Regions from separate parts of the Mus musculus genome. Here region 1 is linked to region 2. Evidence: chromatin contacts called from public HiChIP or PLAC-seq data. All regions are on one chromosome and are shown on one strand. The core of a region is the stretch at or near the end of the contact, and the rest is flanking DNA. Distances in the headings are between cores, read along the strand shown.

Evidence for each region. HiChIP or PLAC-seq counts read pairs in DNA pulled down with a chosen protein or histone mark.
Region 1: a contact with region 2 is called in an H3K4me3 HiChIP or PLAC-seq map of embryonic basal ganglia, with 6 times the contacts expected there. The contact joins two enhancer-like sites. A contact is called at or near these places in 1 of 484 Hi-C or Micro-C datasets (cerebellum), 2 of 115 datasets of contacts at active chromatin or transcription factors (astrocytes and embryonic basal ganglia) and 2 of 9 other capture datasets (embryonic tail and embryonic trunk).

The regions. Positions count from the first base shown.
Region 1 is chr9:91,526,600-91,532,374 of GRCm38.p6, forward strand. The region is part of intron 1 of Gm29478 (a long non-coding RNA gene); the gene reads left to right. Among named protein-coding and RNA genes, the nearest start is that of Gm29478, 130 kb to the left of the region's middle. Within about 2 kb of position 3,057, at least 3 of the 459 cell types and tissues checked have an H3K27ac peak or open chromatin away from gene starts, as enhancers often do. A contact at or near this core is called in cerebellum and embryonic basal ganglia, where this site is marked.
Region 2 is chr9:90,689,426-90,695,904 of GRCm38.p6, forward strand. The region is part of intron 1 of Gm30905 (a long non-coding RNA gene); the gene reads right to left. Among named protein-coding and RNA genes, the nearest start is that of Gm30905, 12 kb to the right of the region's middle. Within about 2 kb of position 3,711, at least 25 of the 459 cell types and tissues checked have an H3K27ac peak or open chromatin away from gene starts, as enhancers often do. A contact at or near this core is called in cerebellum and embryonic basal ganglia, where this site is marked.

The DNA of each region.
Region 1 (5,775 bases), core at 1,807-4,306, 840 kb after region 2:
AGTTCATTTGTCTAATGGAGACACAGAAGCAAACTGGAGGATACCCGTTCTTTGATGCAAGCTTCAATCTAACATGGGAGATTCTGTCATTTCCATAAGAGAAGTCTGAGAACTATACAGGGAAAATTTTGTTAGTTTTTGAATTTTAATTTTTACTATTTCTGTGTTATAGCACTTGTATGTTAGAAGTAATTTAAAATAAGTGCATTTATGAAACTACAATTTTTATTAATATATGTTTTTCTTAATTTAATTTTTGAAAATTAACTTTTGATTTACTTTGAACAGGATCCTATTCTAAGGTTATTGATTTTTATTTTGTTCTTGTTATTTATTTTTAAAGCTTAGTAACTCTACTAAATCATCATGGGAACATCATTGAAAACCATAACAGTATCATTTTCTGTCTTGCTTAGATGATTGTGTCTTTGTAAAAGCTTGTGTTGCTAAATAATTTTATAATAAATATCACATTCCTTTCTCATGTTTCAATGGTGAAAGCATCTCCAGTGGGTTTTTTTCTTTCTTCCCTTTGTTTTGTGTTAAAAGAAGGGAAAACTCACAAGACATAGCTTTTTTCTTTCTTGACAATTGCTTGAGGAAAATTGTAATAAACAGCACAAGTTCCTTGTGTAACGGTTGAAAGCCAACTGTTTTGTAGAAAATAGAGTGTAGCTGGGTCTTTACAAGGCCTGGCTTATAAAGACCCCAGCCTCTGAAATGAAACTTTCTTCTTCCTCTTTTTTTTTTTTTTTTTTTTTTTTTTTTTGCTGGATGAACAGCCTAATGTTCCATGCACTGTACTAGAAGCAGCATTTTATGCAACATTGAAAGAGTCAATTAATTTGCATAATTTCATGAGTATTACCATGACTTTAAGGTAGGCTAGCTTGCTTGAGAGCCTCATCTGCCCAATATTTTCTTTTTTGCCATTTTGACAAATTAATCATTTTTAAAAACAATTAATTATACTTATGACAAACTGAACCCTATACCCAAGGGTCCTAAATTTTTATAGTAGAAATCTAATATTAATGTGAATAAGGTCAGTGATTTAGTGAGCACCTTAACAGTCAACAATGCCTAAGGCTGAACAAAATTAATATTTTGTTTCCCATCTGGAGACTTCAGCAAAATTAATGAGGAAGGGGCTTTATTGTAATATATAATAGATACAAACTGACTATTTTGAAACTGAGCACTCTGTTTATAGGAGAACCCAGCTACTTTATATATTTCTCTCCAGAATGGTTTGTCAGAGTCTGAGTTCCTCTGGAAGAAAAGACCTGAGTGAGCCCCAACTACTTCTAAAAACTTGCCTAGATATTAATCTAGCGATCAATGTGAGTTTTCAAACATAAAAATGTAATTAATCATACTATTAAATACTTGTAAAAATAACCAAATATTAAGCATTAAATATTAATTTTTACAACAACCAGATATGCTAACATACAAATCTTCTCATGAGAATTTGTTTTCAGTTTCTCAAAGGAATTTGATGCTGATCTTATCACTACAAAGAATTAAAAAAAACTTGCTTCATTTGTTTTTGAAACTTTGAAGTTATGGTAATGCTTAGTGATATTTCTAGGAAAAATCTGTACCACAATAATACTTAGAAATTATGGAAACCAATAGGATGACTCTAGTCTAATATTTCTGCTATGTGGTTCCATAAAATTTCTCAGGCCCAACTTTATCTGTAAACACGTTATGTTTAATGCAGGTGGTTATATTTATGTGCATTTCTAAGGAGTTAAAAAAGCCATTTCAGAATCATTTGTCTTTATTGTTCATAGTAACACCAGCATTAATAAAGTTTTATTCTTATTTGCATTTTACGTTTCCACTAATAGCCTTAAAAGGTCTTTTCATCTTTGTAAAGAACTGCTGGTAAGCACAGAGTTAGGCAATGTGGTAAATATGTATGCGTTAGCAGTGTAGCTTGAGTAGTCAGTGCACGTACATTTATTTTGCTTATATAAAAAGCACCGACAAAGAACTCTTGCAGCATCTGGGGCAATTGTTAAGTAGCACTATAGCTGAGCCCATTGGTACAACTGTTATCTCTCCTGTCACAAAGTTCATGGTAATGTGTACTTAATTTTTGGTAATAAATACACATTTAAATTTAAAGAGCCAATTACTTCGTAAATTTCTAGAATTTACTCAGCACAACAAATTATTTTGCATTGCTTTTGTGAAGTTACACAGTGAGTATTGCAGATCTTATATTTTGTAAGCAAAATTTTTCTTCCAAACCTTAAAAAAACAAAGCATTTACATTCGGTGCAAATCTGCATTATTAATTCACTGTAAAATAGATCCAGTTGGAGTACTTGTTTTTGCATTAAATTAAGTCTTTGATGTTCTTTAATGCTTTGATTTAGCTTCTAATTTGTCAGAGCACAAATGCACCAGCAGCTGTTGAAAATACCACTTTGGCAGTACTAGTCCTGGCTGACAAAACCCGAACAAGTCATCTTCCTATCTGGATGCACAAAATAGCATTGAAAAAGTAGTCATTGCTTTGAAGTATCACTTCAATTATAGGTTTTAACCTCACAGGTCACAGTTAGATTATTTATACAATGCCAGAGTAATTCTGCCTCAATTTTAGGCTTTCTATGTGTCCAGAATGTTCACCAGCTCCACCAGGGGAAATTTCAACTGGCAGCTATGGTGGCGCTGACCTGTATTTGATAGGGTTAGACTGCATTTGGCTGATTCCTGTATATTCTGTGCATTATTTAAGTTTCTAGAATGTATTTAATAGCAAAAGGAAACTACACTAGGATTTTCTCTTTCAAAGACCACAAGCCTAAGATGACTTTTTTATCACATGGTAATAATGAGTCCATCAACTATGTGTTACATATGTATGGATGTATATTTAGCCTGTGAGCCATCTTATTTGAAAACCTCTAATAATTTTGGAATCTTTCATTGTAAATTTAGTCATGTGTCTCTTTCCACTTGGGTTAAATGCCAGCGTTGATGCTTGACAGTAAAAATGGACAAATCTACCATGCTGGTTAAATTGTCTAAATTTATTACATTAGACATTTCTTGGCAAATGCATCTGCCAGCAGGAAATTTAAATGCTACTTTTGTATTAAGGCAACTGGCTCTGCCATTTCTCGCTTTTTGATAACATTCTGTCTGATATTTGCATTAAAAAAGATGTTTTATAGAAGAGCAGGTTTTCGAAGTCCTTGGGCTGATAACAATTGATTAAAAGGAAGTGCCTATGATCTTGAAGATCAAAATAGAAGCACTCACTTGCCTGTGGGAATTGAATATAAGTTGTATTTCTTATGATCTTTTGAGACAAGGACTCATTCTACAGTACAAGATGGCATAGAACTCTTTCTGTCTTCTAGGTTAGTCTTAGACTCTCAGAAATTCTCTCACCTTAGCCTCCTGAGTGCTGGAATTAAAGATATGAGCCAGCTCATCTAGACTGTTTCTTTTGATTTGAAGATACAAAATTTTATAGTTAGGCAAATCGGAACCTTATACACTGTATATGTACACACCGATGTCTTTTGTTGCTCTATTTATAATACATAAACTATGGAACCAATCTAGGTGTCCCAAACCAGAAAAAAAAAACACTAAAGAAAATATGGCAAATGTACATAATGAAACTTTTTTCTTCTATAAAGAAGAATAAAGAATAAAGTTATGTTGTTTGAAAGAAAGTGGATATAATTAGATATAATATATCAAACCATTATCAGAAAGATACATATGTGTTTTTCTCTTTTATGTAATTTAGATTTTGTATAGATACCTACAATTGTGTATTTATATATGAGTTTAAAATAGAAATGGAACTGTCAGGGAGAACAGGAAGAACTAGTAGAAGGGAAGAAGAGAGAGGGTTAAAAGATATGGAGGTTATGCTCAATGTATAGTACATACTGTATAATTATATCATTGCATAGTGCCGTGTACAATAGATACATAGCAGGAAAATGAAAATGCTTCTAACTTTACTAGTTAATAAACTCTAGTACAAGTGTTTTTGGGTTTCCTAAAATATATGCTTTTTTATGTTATTGATTATATAGAAGAAAATATATTGATGCCTTTTCCTATGTTCTCTTATTGTTAAAATCAATGCCCACATCAAATTTTGAGTAGTTTGAACTGTTATAAAGTTCAGAAATCCGGGATTCTTTGTAAGTTTCTTTACATATAACATTTTGAGAAATTATAAAAATGAGACTTTGTCACTCAGCTTACTTATAATCACAAAACTGCAGATAGCATTTAAAAAAAAACAATGCAGCTAGATACTTGCATGTTTGAAGAAGAAAAAGAAATAAAAATAAGTCAACTCTTTAGACTCTTCCACTTGCTTATTTTACTTAGAAATAACATATAACATTCACATTACTTCAAAACTGATGTAGTAAAGTGCACTTGAATAATACATCGCAGTCCTGACCGGAAGATGTTTGCTTACCCACATAAAGTAATTCGCTTCTTAGCACAGCTGGGTTCCCTTTTGCCAGTGTTTTATTTTTTATGAAGTAAAGAGAAACATTATTTTTTTGTAAACCAATGTTTTAATCTAATTGATGACAAGCCAATGGCCTTGAATAGCAATGGCTGCTACAAACCACTTCTCAATTTGCACATTTTAGGGCCTACTAAGCTGGAGAACCGAAGCATGAGGCAAATGAAAAAATATGAAGTTCATAATCTAAGGAGACCTGCATGTGTACAGCCATAAAAGCCACAACTGCCAGCTCAGGTGGAAAAATGTTGAAGTGAGAAATGTATTCAATAAATAGAAAACACAGCATGGAGCTGGAAAGTGTGCATGAGAAACTGGTTAGGGGATGCGAGTAATGGAAACGGAAACAGATGGAGCATGAGTGTACATTAAACAGTAGTGTTCATGGCTTGTGACATAAAGAATTCCACCGGGAGTCTAATTCTTAACTATCTTCAAATTCATTCAATTTAAAATATCATGGTCTTGTTATCATCTAATTTTGCAGAAATTTTATTGAAAGCATTATTGTGATGAACTACATTTCATAGTTGAAAATGCTTGCTGACAGAATAGACTAAACCTTGAAGGTTGATAATTTGCTACTGCCGTAACTTTCTCAAGTTCTGCTTACTTTGTGGTGGGCACAGCCATTCCAGAGCATGTGCTTGGACTGCTTCTGCTGTCTAAGGTCACACAGGAATCATAGACCCATGGTGCTTGCAGGAAGAGAATGCCATGAGAGTTAGTTTCTCCAAGACACTCCAGACCACATATTGAATATGTCGGTGTTGCCACAATACAGAGTTTTTTGTACTATGAAATAATAAAATAAAAGAAAGCTTCAAAGCCGATATGAAGCCCCACAGCTTCTGAATGGCTATTATAATTATATAGAAGTTCATTTAGATGCATAGATTCTGGGTCTAGTTAATTTACATGTGGGTTTAAAAAATGCAACTTAAAATAATAAAGCATAAATTATAAATAACAAAATAAAAGGGATATGGTATTGACTGGTATTCCCAAATGCACATTTTTTGCTACTTTGATAAAATGCATCAGCATTCTACTTTTGGGGAGTTTTCATCCACCCATTGGCTGGCTGAGATAGGATGTACTATGAGGAGGTCCACCATCTTCATCTGACCATTCTCATGGTGCTATTTGGTGGACAGTTTACATTTAATAGTCCATGATTGAGTCACATGGCCATAGTTTGTAAACTCTATTTCTGCAAGATTTTTTTTGTATTTTCATATTTT
Region 2 (6,479 bases), core at 2,461-4,960:
TTTTTAAACAGAAGGCAGAAATATGTATTTTAGTAAAACCTTTAAGTCTGTATGTATTTTAGCCAGTTTAATTCAATAGTGAAATGAAATTTATCTATAGAACATGAAGAAAACATGTCCATAGGTTGCTTTTGGCTCAACAAAATTATGTCACTCTGCTAGAGACTTTGATTTAAAAACAAAAGAAGATTGGGTTTCAAATTACCAGTTTTATGCGTACTATTATCTCCTGATGATGCTGATGACACATGATCACTGGCTATATAAAATAATTAGACACAGTTGGTGGAGCGTTTTAGATGTGGATCTGGAGGACCACGAGATTTGCCAATACACTAAGAAAGAAATGCCTTTTATTTCAAGGCAGTATTTAATATGTGTGGACAGACAGTCAATTTATAGAAGATCACATTCATTCTTCTTGGTATAGGATATACCTAATTCATAAAATTACTATAGTTTACAAGAATATATACCCGAAGAAAGCGAATATTAATGTAGACATGCTAATATGTTAGCATGACCAATTAATGTATCGATTAAGCAGTTAACATGATCAGAGATATTTATATCTGATTGTATGCTTTATATGCAGTGTCTTACTTGCTGTGCACAACAATCTTAAGATTTAGGTAATTCTATAACGCGTGTTCCTTTGATGAAATCAGAAAATACAAGCCATTTGCTCAATATCACTGAGATTTCAGGACCCCCAATTGCAGAATCTGGCCTTTTAAGGGAGTGTTTTGCGATTGTCATTATTCATGTTTAATGCCGAGTCCTGCTCAGAGCCAGCTGGCCTCATTGCCCGAGTGCCCATGAAGAGTATGTTATCATTCAAAACTGATGGCTAGCGAAACTGCGGCTCCAGGAAGGTGACTGACTTTCCCTATGTTCGGAGCACCGGGAGGACGGTTCTGATCCGAAGGCCTCAAACCAGGTGTTTTTGAGCACCTTGGCTTGCAACTGCAATAACATCGTTCAAACATATTCTTAGGTGAAGCTGTTCTCCCTTTTCAACTAAGACTAATACTCTTTGACTCTTATTGAATGTTAATACAGGCCAATTGAATAAAATGTCGCTTAGGAATGAAGACGTTTAAGTTTCATAAAAGCATAAGGTCCTTTTCGTTTTGAATCAGACTATTTACCTTTAATTTCAGTTATTACTCATCATAATGGGGTATGTGTATTCATCCCAATACAGTGATGTCTAAAGCATCTTAAATTAGATATTTGATTTTCCTACTTAATTACTAGATCTTAGAATACAAACAAGGTTTTATGAAAAACCGCCACTTTACTCTGGATTTCTTTTCAGAATATAGAGGAAAGCCAATTTTACTCTTTCCAGGTTAATTTTTGTGCATTTTTTCCCTTTAAGCTACAGAACATTTTATGAACATTTTATTTTACTGCTTAGAATATTACAACATGGGTGGGTGCGGGAGCACCCTCATAGAGGCAGGGGAAGTGGGGATGGGATAGGAGGTTTCCAGAGGGGAGAACTGGAGAGGGGATAACATTTGAAATGTAAATAAAGGAAATATCCAGTAAAAGAAAAAAAAAAGAGAAAAACCCATTTACAAGAAATAGGCCATTTGGTGAATAAAAAAAAATGTATCATAAGAAGATAACAATTAAAGCTTGCAGTTATTTTTTATTTTATATCCGGGTCATACTTTGTTTTGACGAACACTATTCTTTTCCAAATTATGTCTAGCCAAATTGTGCAGATTGTTACATCTTAATGTATCTAGGAATAGATTACACATATGTTTACAGAGAATTACCAGGATAGTAATTTGGGGGGACTTTAAATTAGTGATACAATACCTGTCTACTACATTAATTGGCTCCAATTCTATCAAAGTAAGTTACTTTTAAACAGTTCAGTCCTTCACTTTGAATAACCATGTTGTATGTGTATGGGGGACTTAAATATGCTACAACACCACAACATATATGATTTATAATTAAAATTACAAGAATAGCAACCTACAGCTTTTCAAAACCATGACCATAGAACTGTGGGGAATTTTTGAAATGAATCTGGAGACTCATGATTTAAAAGCTTAACTCTTCTTCTCTCTGTCCCATAATGTTGATCTTGGTCTGGTCTGTTCCTCTGTAATTGTTTGAATTGAATTATCCTTTATGACTGATAGTTTCTTATTAAATTACTTATTGATGTGGCTGACACTAGTTGAATAGATTCATTAAACTTCACAAGTTGTTGAAGCCTAGTGCACTGGAAAGGAAAAAAAAATGCCCTTCTTTTTAGACTTCTTAATGGACAAAAAGCGTCATGTTTTTTGAGGCCTTTTAAAGCATTTAATAAAGCATGAAAAGATATGACATCAATCCTACTGAAACACAAGAGAAAATGAATGATGTTACTGTAAATCTTTACATCAATCACATCCAATACTTTGGAAAACAATATAGTTTTGTTTGGATTTCAGAAGTGACAAACAACGTTTGTGACTGGCTTAACATAGTCACTTTCTATTAGTCAAGACCAGAAGCAAGTCAGAGTTAAAATGTGGCCCTGCGTTGCTAGGCAGCTGAGTTGTCTTGACACGGTGGTTAGTTTCCTTTTCACTGAATGACAACAGTGAAATGAAAGAAGTTTTGAAAAACTTGATAATGGTTTTCAAAGGAAACGAATAATTGGTGGTGCTCGCTTGTGCAGCACTGTGTGCAAAATTTCAGGCAGCCATGAGAGAGGACTGTCACTAAAAATTTAAAGTCTTGGACGAAAACTTGACCTAGAGTCTTCTCCAGGTTTTGGCGGTTCATTTTCCAAACACCCCTCTGAGACCAAGAGGTGCAGGATGAAAGCATTAAAACAGATGGGTAAAAGCCCCCAAAGAAAAAAAAGAACCAATGATTGTGATTTAATCCACTAATGAAAGGGAGGAATTAAGTAAAATCTTAAATATGAGCAACGTGTAAAAGACTGTTAGATCGTACCTATAACAAAAATGTATTAACCGCATGGTAGGTTACAGTCAAGCAGACGCTTGAATTAAACACATGGAATATAAAAGGGTCCACATTCACTGACTTACCCTGCATAGGATAAAGCAATTGTGCTAGCATCAGTTTTGAAGATATTCCTATCTAAAGGCTTATGGAAGTCACCACAACTTGAACATCTATTGTCTGATGTTAAAGTTAAATACAGCATATGTTTAATAAAAGCAAGCAGATTAACAAAAACATGAAGACCAAAACAAAACAGATAAAAAACAAAACAAAACAAAAATATACACACACGCGCACACACACACACACACACACACACACACACACACACACAGAGAGAGAGAGAGAGAGAGAGAGAGAGAGAGAGAGAGAGAGAAATACATGTATACGTGTTGCTCACTATTTCAGCCAAGTGCAAGAACTTTTTGTTTCACTCTCTTTGCCATTAATTTACCCAGAATTTTAAAAACTGAGCAAAATGGACTCATATTGAAAGAAAGGACCAATTAGTGTTGGATTAACATTCATGGTTATTTACAGTTGTTTTTGTACTTGTCCCTGTGCTCTGACTTCCTAAAATTTCACAACCCAAAGATTTAGAAAAATGGGGTTGTTTAGACGCAAAGTGCAATGAAGTGGCCGTGACTATTGTGTAGACACCACCTCTCTCATTATACCCTCTCAATCAACACTCAGTACACAGGAAACCGCAATAAAGCCCATCTGCCACGGTTAATCTGCAGGCAAACCCACACCCATGTCTATGCCCGTTACTCTCCAGCCTTATTATTCTCAGATCCAAAGCTTCATAAGGGATCAGCCAAAGTCCATTAAAGTAAATAATAGCCAGAAATGACAGGCTTAGCAAGGATTGGGAGGAAGTTGAACACCAATCTGAGCTCTGAGCTCTGATTAATAGAGAAAAGCATTAGGAGAAAAGGGGAGAAAAATGACCTCAGTCTGCTCCAAAGAATTCCTGAACCTTCGTTGTTAGGGCAAGTGCTACCATCTGAGACGTTAGTGATCCTTGAATTTCCTTCACTTTGATGCAGCTCAAATGGGAAAATTCTGAAGGTTCAGCAAGGTCCCAGACCTCAGCTGGAGAGCTGTCTGGAGTCAACCCTGTCAAAATTCTCTTGTGCAAGAGAAAGCCTTTATTAGCTAGATTGCAACAACAACAATAACAACACCCACAAATGCGCTACACGGTCTCATAAGGAGGCCTGCCTGTGCTCTAAATTGCCTATGCATTTATTGTTTCCTTGTTCATAGTCAGTTTTTAAAAGTCTCCAAACAAATGCACTAAAATAAAACAATAGGGATTCTTAAAATGAATGTTTTGCAGGAGGAACTAGCTGAATTTAGTGTGCTGATAGGCAAGTAGGTCTGTATTCCTGTGTGTGGGGTGGAGTAGTCAAGCACTTATTCAATTTAATTTTAAAATGTGGTATTTCTTTTCATCATACAACGAAGGGGAAACAAACCTTCGCAAGCATTTTAAAATCTGTTCAGTCAAGTAAAAATCTTAAAATATAGCAGATATTATAACTGTAGGTTTTTATATAAATTGACTGGTTGGGGGTGGTACAAGAAACAACACAATCCTCAAATTAGCTGAAAATTTCTTTCCCCGCCACTTAAATGTAAATACCTTTTGAACTTCTGTTTGGTTTGTTTCTTAATGTAAGTGGTCTGGGAGGGTCACACCCCACCCCACCTTTCTCCCCACATAGGCATATTTGCTCTTGAAATGGGACAGGTTTAGTTTGGAATTTTGCTACAGCTCTTCACAAAGCTCTGAAGAAATTTGTGTCTGCTAGATACCGTCTGTGGTCAGGAAGAATTCACTTCGATCTGCTCCATGATTTTTTTTTAAATACTTGTACAAAACCGTATTTGTTTTACAAAACGCAGACTGAGATGAGAGTCCTGGCGAGAACTCTCAGAAACTGGGAGGCTTTTTAAAGTAAGAGAAACTAACGGCACAGCTCTGCCTGCCTCTGCGAGATCCCAGTCTGAAGGGCAGACTGCATTTGGCACAGACAAGCAAATGCACGAAAGACCCCAGTGGTTTCTCAGGAAGATGGTAATGATCCTGACGAGGACTGGATATCGGGGAGGCTCACCTTCAAATGCATTTTTCATTCAAGTTTATATTGTAGCATGCAAATTTCGTAAATAAAGTGAAGAGGTAAGGGCAAGAACTGCGGCTAAATGATGGTGTATCGCAGACACTGCTGACGACTTGGTTAATGCACTCTTGATGCACATGTGGTACAATTTTCATATTTTAATCTTAAGCAGAGGACAAGAAATGACAATTATGAAAAGACAAAAGAGATGCCACCAGGAGCTGTAATTGCTAACCAGGCTGTCCAAAGATGGCAAAAGACATATGAAATCAATATTAAGTTTTCCACAAATGCAGGTATCCCGACAAGGAAATCATAGAACATCATTATAAGCAAATTCTAATACAATTTGGACAGTTTTAAAGAACACAGGATGAGCACAGAAGTTAAGGCTAACTTGCCCTCTGCCACTTTAGCTGAATTCTTGCAGAGGACAAAAGAATCCTGTGAATCATGGTTATGTATTTAGTAAGGATGTAAGCAGTGGTGGCTTTAATATATAAGTACCACCTCTCCCTCAAAATTTAAAGTATTAAAATCAGAAGGAAATTAAGTAGTTCTACTATGCAGTTATAAAAAGTTGAAATTCAGTTGGTTTAATATACAAAGAAGTAAAATGCTTTGCAAGTAAAACAACATCCTAACCATAAAAAGGACTCATAATTAAACACCGAAAAGAAGTTAACGATGAAGTTAACATCATTAAAAGCATTAATAGTAAGACTATTAAATATACACCTTAGGTGTAAACATTGAAATAGAAAGAAAATGGATCAGAAAATAAAAAAGAACTTCAAAGACAAGGTGTATTCAAAGTAAATATACCAATGTACTTTGCTTTTTAAGTTAGGTTTTGCATCTCAGGCTCCAGCTTTAGATCACAGTACAAGCATTTTTGAGAAAGTTAGGTCTGATTCTGCTCACATATCTCTGGGCTTTTTGGTTACCTTTGTGGGAAAGGAGCACACAGCAAAAAGGCTTGCGGTAGTTGTGGTGGTTATGGCTGTTTTTAAGGAAATCTTTTTTTGACCTTTTTCATTCCTTCAGAAATGGTTTTACATCTTTATAGAAATGACCGGAAGTATTGCTAACCCAGCTGAACATTTAAAACCTTTAATGAAATGAAATGTTTAGGATTTTCTCTCCTATCTTCTCATGATTCCTGTAATCAAGCTTCATTTTCAATTCAGACTTCTCCACCACTACACAGAATGCAATAGGAAACAATAACTTTCAATGTTGTGTGAAAATGCTATATTTGGAGTTCAGATTCAATGATTCTGAGAGTGACTTGGTTCTGGACACGTGTCATCACGCTCAAAGGCTCTTTCTGTGAGTGTGGTGATGGTGAGCATC